2 separate regions of the Mus musculus genome follow, and region 1 is linked to region 2. Evidence: chromatin contacts called from public promoter capture Hi-C data. All regions are on one chromosome and are shown on one strand. The core of a region is the stretch at or near the end of the contact, and the rest is flanking DNA. Distances in the headings are between cores, read along the strand shown.

Region 1 (2,700 bases), core at 76-2,575, 110 kb before region 2:
ATGTCCTCTTCTGGGGTGTCTGAAGACACCTACAGTGTTCTTACATATAATAAATAGATAAATCTAAAAAAAAAAAAAGAAAAAGAAACTGGGGAGATGACTCAACAGTAAGAGTACTTGCTGCTCTTGTAAGGGACCTAGTTTGAACAGCACTCACATTAGGCTGCTTACAACCAACTTAACTCTAGCACCAGGGCATCCAGTGCCCTCTTCTGGCACCAGTTTACTCACATATACATAAAATAATAAAAATGAATCTTTTCTATTTTCCTTTTTTCTTTTTCTTTAAAGATAGTCTCTCTCACCAGGTGGTGGTGGTAGTAGTATACGCCTTTAATACAAGCACTTGGTGGGCAGAGGCAGGTGGAGCTCTGTTTGAGGCCAGCTTGGTCTACAGAGCTAGTTCCAGGACAGCCAAGGCTACATAGCAAAACCCTGTCTTGAAAACAAACAAATAACAACAACAACAACAACAACAACAACAACAACAAAAGATTGCATCTCTGCATAACACTGGCTGGTGAAACTCACTATTGAAGACCAGGCTGGCCTTGAACTCCAGAGATCTGCCTGCATCTACCTCATGAATTAAAGGCATGAATGAACACACCCAGCCCAAATGTATATTTAAAAAAAGAGAAATAAGCAAACAAAACATGAAAGGGGCTAATTATTCTAAGTTATTTTAGTTTTGTATTATAAGAGTATTTATATTTTTTCTTAGGGGCTAACCTGAGGTTGTTTTAAGTGATTTTATATCTGATTTTCTTGTAGAGTGACTTGAAGAAGGGTTTAAAGCTTTCTCACCCTTTCCCTGTTTTCTTTTCAATGTGTAGGTGAAAGAGATCACCCGAGATATTAAGCAGTTAGATCACGCCAAGCGCCACCTGACCACCTCAATCACGACCCTGAACCACCTGCACATGCTGGCAGGCGGGGTGGACTCCCTGGAGTAAGCAGTGTGACCTCTCAACGGGCCCACAGGAAATGCTCCACATGAGGACAGTGGCTTCAGAGTTACTCACTTCCCAGCCGAGCCAGCCTCACCATCCTCTCCATGTTTGGAACACTGACCACAAGTGTTCAGTCACTTTTGGTGTTCACAACTTAACAAAAGAGATGGGGATGTAGCCCAGTGGCAGGCAGAATACCTGCTTGACATGCCCACAGCCCTGGCTTCCATCCTCAGAACTGCACTGCAGCAGACAGTCTGTCTTAGTAAAAAAAAATGGACAGGCAACCTGAGGAAGCCACAGAAAGCCCATGAGAATGACCCTGAAAAATGTGTCATCTCATGTGGTAGATCTAGACCAGAAAGTCAGACAGAGTGACTCAGCCCCAGTCACTCTCTAGGGCCTCTGCCTTGGCAAGTATCCCTCCTTCTATTGGGCTGAGTTTCATTTCACCAAAGAGACCATTTCTAAACAAATCTTTGACATACAGTTTAACCCACTTTTTTCTTAAACCTATGTTTTTAAGATTGTAGTTCTTTGTGCAGCACATTTAGAAAGAGTATTAAAAGAAGTCCCCGGCCATTTACCTTGAAGCAGTGTTTCAAATCCTCCTGCCCCAGCACCCCAGCTTCCTACTGCAATGGGTCTCAGGCCGATTCCCCCTGCTTTAGTCCTAGTGGAATTTCTCATGTGTGCAAGCCTGCCATCTTCACAGACATGCAGGTCTGGCAAGAATGAAGGATGCCCAGAAGGAAGGAGGAGAGGTTGTATCATTCCTAACTGCTGCTGGGCATACAAAAGGTGGCAGAGGAGCCCTAGTCCATTGGAGGAGTGATCATCCAGGGCAGCTAGCAAATGGGACTGCAAGAACCATCTCCCTTCCTCCTTCCCATGGGACACTTTGTATTAGCAGGTCAAGATGGCAATGGAGTACCATGGTTTGACCTTGAGCCTCTCCTTGAAATGTTTTATAAGGGAATTACACATTTAATGTGAAAGCCAGTGTAGACCTACTAGTTTGTACTTCATTACCATGTATAACTTGATTTTATCAGCATCGTTTATTTAAGCTTCATTACCCTTAGGAGTAGGGCAAGTTGTCATCTCAGCTGCCATTGTTTATCATTATCTTAAAACTAAATGTGACAGTTAACTTGAAATCACAATCTTCCTTTTCTGTGATCCAGAAAAATGGCTTGGTTTTTCCGTGCACCACAATCATCAGTAATATTTTATACAACATTATCTCAAAATCCCATTCTTCATGCAATGCCCAGCTCAAACCCATAGTCTTCCCAGAGTCCCCTCTGCCACCCACTGAGCGTGTGCGCGTGCGCACACACACACACACACACACACACACACACGCACACACACACACACATTTTTGTGCCCTGTGGCTATAGTTTACAATATTATTTAGACCATACTTTACTCTCTTGCTATTAGTTAAATGTTTACTTGACACTCCCATTATTAAATGATGTCACCTTGAGAGTTGGAGCTAAATCCTAATCTTTCCTTCCCCAGTACTTATACTAAATCTAGCTCTTGTAGATCATCCCACACCTGCTATCTTGTGTCTTCAGAGATATCTGGGTCTCGCAAGTCGTCCCACGTCTTCTATCTTGTCTCTTCAGTGACTACGTCTCAACTTCTGTCCTTGCAGAGCCATGACCAGGCGCAGACAGTATGGAGAAGTTGCTAATCTCCTTCAGGGTGTAATGAATGTTCTGGAGCACTTTCA
Region 2 (2,700 bases), core at 92-2,591:
CCTACAGGATGTATCCTCTGTAGAAGGAATGACCCTGGCTTTCTGTTCCTAGCAAGCTGCCTTCTATCCATCACATGATTAAAGGCAAGCCCTTCTCTCTCCGTATCAAAAATGATGGGTAGAGAGAAAGGAGGACTGAACTTTGCTGGTAGATCTAGTCACTCTGAACATATATATATATATATATATATATATATATATATATATATATATATATTTTAACAAATCTGCCCCAAGCAGGACAGATGTTCTTTGTTCTTGCAAAGATGTGGATTGGACCACGAAGGTGATCCAGGGAAGACTTCTGGTGGAGCACGTGGCACTTGGTGTTGACCCCGGGACATCTCCATGAGAGGAAAGAAAGAAAGAAAGAAAGAAAGAAAGAAAGAAAGAAAGAAAGGAAGGAAGGGGAAGGGGAAGGGGAAGGGGAAGGGGAAGGGGAAGGGGAAGGGGAAGGGGAAGGGGAAGGGGAAGGGGAAGGAAAGGAAAGGAAAGGAAAGGAAAGAAGAAAAGACAATGATTTTAGGCACACCCCAACTCAATTACTTCCCACTGAAGAAGAGCTTCTCTGTCAAACCTATCAGGAAGGACCACAGTCTGTTTGCTGTTGAGTTTAGGTTTTGTTTTGTTTGTAGAAGAGATTCCCTCTGATAGGACAGAGGGAGAAAGTTCCTGTGAGTGAATAGACTGTGGCCTCCATAAGGGGAATCTTGACTCCCTAAGAGAGCTGCTCTGTTTGCTGGTCTCTTTGGGAGATCCAAGCCTGTGACACCCTCAGAACTTCCCTGCCTGGACTGGCCACAGCCTGTTCAGCTGTGCCCGGGACCAGGGAGTGATCGACGCCCCCGGGAGTCCGGAGGAGTAGGCCCTCTCTCCTCCGGGGCAGACGTGAGAGCCAGAGCAGGCCCTGCTGAGCCAACAGGCCGCTGGAGCCATACGAAGCGCATTAAGTATTAATAATTTCCAGTTGTTTGCTCGTCCTCTCTCCCCACGCCCCCCCCCCCCCCCCCGCCCCCGGCCTCTGCAGACTGGGACTCCTTGGCTCTGGGCTGCCAGATCTAGAGATATTAGCACCTCTCGGGGGCCGGGGGACAGTGCATGGAGCAAGGATCGCCGTGGACCATAGGGACAGGGTGCGGGGCCGGACGAAGCCTCGCAGCTTTGCCAGTCGCGGCATGCCGGGGAGGTGGGAGGGGAGGCCCGTCGCGGGAAGATCGGCGCTCGGACGAGCTGGGCGGCGCGCGGCGGGAGCGCAGCGGCCCCTGGCGCTTGGCCTCTCGGCGGTCACCGCGGCTGGGCCAGCCCTCGGGGCGGGGCGGAGGGCGGGGCCTCGAACGAGCGCGGCCGCTGGCGACACCCGGACAACGCGCCGGCGGCGGGGCAAGGAGGGCAGCCCGGAGGGCAGCGGCCCCGGCCCGCGTGTGCGGCCCTCTCTTGCACTCCAACACCGCGGCGGCTGTGCCCGGTCCCGCCACACGTGCAGCTATGGTGGGCCGGCTGAGCCTGCAGGATGTCCCTGAACTCGTGGACACGAAGAAAAAAGGCGACGGCGTCCTGGACAGCCCGGACTCGGGGCTGCCCCCAAGCCCTAGCCCCAGCCACTGGGGGCTCGCAGCGACGGCGGGCGGCGGTGGGGAGCGCGCTCCGGTCGCAGGGACGCTGGAGCCCGATGCGGCGGTGACCCCTATAGTCCCGGTGAGTTGCCTCCCGCGCGGACTTCTCCCAGTCCCGGCCCACCCGCAGCCCTCCCCGGGGAGTCTCCAGCTTTCGCAGTCGGTGCGGCCACCCGCCCGTCGAGACGGCGTGGCCATCGCCGGGAGCCGGGGCGGGAGCGTAGCGAGAGAGCCTGGCCAGCTGGAGCCAGTGGCTGGAAAATTGTCATCGCCTGGGAGGCGCGGGAGCCCCGGGAGAGGCAAGCCGCGGTCTCCTCCCTTCGAGGTGGCGGCCCCCGAGGCTGCCAGGCTGCGGCTCGACCACATTCCTGCTGGGGCGGGCTGGGTGGGGCTCCCGGGACACGGACAGGGATCCCGGGCCCTCCCCACCCGGGGGGCCCACGCCCCGCGGCTTTGCTCCCAAAGCGGCCTCCCTCTGCCGGGACCTGGGAGAGGGGTGTGCTCTGGGCTCCTGGCGCAAGGCGGACCACAGCCTTTGGGGTTAGTCACACACAAGAGTCTTCAGGGTCTGGTAGGTCTTTTTTTCCCAGCCAGTGTTCTGCACTTAATGAGATCAGCGTCCTCCAGGTGGCCAGGGCTTTGAAAGTATTAATCCTTTTCCTTCTTTTCCTTTAAACTCTTTGCAAGAAAAACTCCCAAGTCTGTTTTGTCTTGGGATCTGTTCAGGTGATGATATTCAGAGCACAGCTCAAGAAAGGCCACATCCTGTCTACAGTAGAAGCTCAAAGTAAGACTGAAGGAGAGCTGTGACTGTGCCTCCCATGGGGAGGTCAGCGGCAAGTGTTATGCTTAAGGACCAAAATGGAGCTTTGCTGGTGTGGGGCCTTCTTGACCTACTGACCCTGTCCCAGCAAAAACCAGCACCTTTTATTTCCACTCCAAGGTGAAACTTGCTTCAGCTTGGTCTTTCAGTCTCTCTCATCTTTCCTGCTCTGACCACCGATCAGACACTCACTGGTGCCTCTGACATGGATTCCTGCACCTGACATGAACCTTGACCCTCTCACCTTTCCCATTCAAGTCCTGG

Evidence for each region. Promoter capture Hi-C pulls out the DNA fragments that hold promoters and counts their contacts.
Region 1: a promoter capture Hi-C map of the SN4741 cell line shows a contact between it and region 2, with 4 times the contacts expected there. The contact joins the enhancer-like site here to the promoter of Rflnb in region 2. A contact is called at or near these places in 6 of 39 promoter capture datasets (the SN4741 cell line, cranial neural crest, embryonic stem cells and 2 more), 3 of 484 Hi-C or Micro-C datasets (the HL-1 cell line, macrophages and nephron progenitors), 4 of 115 datasets of contacts at active chromatin or transcription factors (bone marrow-derived macrophages, cardiomyocytes and embryonic stem cells) and 2 of 9 other capture datasets (adipose tissue and pancreatic islet).

What each region holds. Positions count from the first base shown.
Region 1 is chr11:76,134,451-76,137,150 of GRCm38.p6, reverse strand. It overlaps Vps53 (VPS53 GARP complex subunit), which reads left to right. Exons shown (of 22, transcript NM_026664.4): 6 at 837-952; 7 at 2,623-2,700. Among named protein-coding and RNA genes, the nearest start is that of Gm46252, 15 kb to the left of the region's middle. Within about 2 kb of position 1,325, at least 54 of the 459 cell types and tissues checked have an H3K27ac peak or open chromatin away from gene starts, as enhancers often do. A contact at or near this core is called in the HL-1 cell line, the SN4741 cell line and bone marrow-derived macrophages, where this site is marked.
Region 2 is chr11:76,026,423-76,029,122 of GRCm38.p6, reverse strand. Rflnb (refilin B) reads left to right here and starts at 1,341. Exons shown (of 3, transcript NM_029658.1): 1 at 1,341-1,695. The coding sequence starts at 1,486.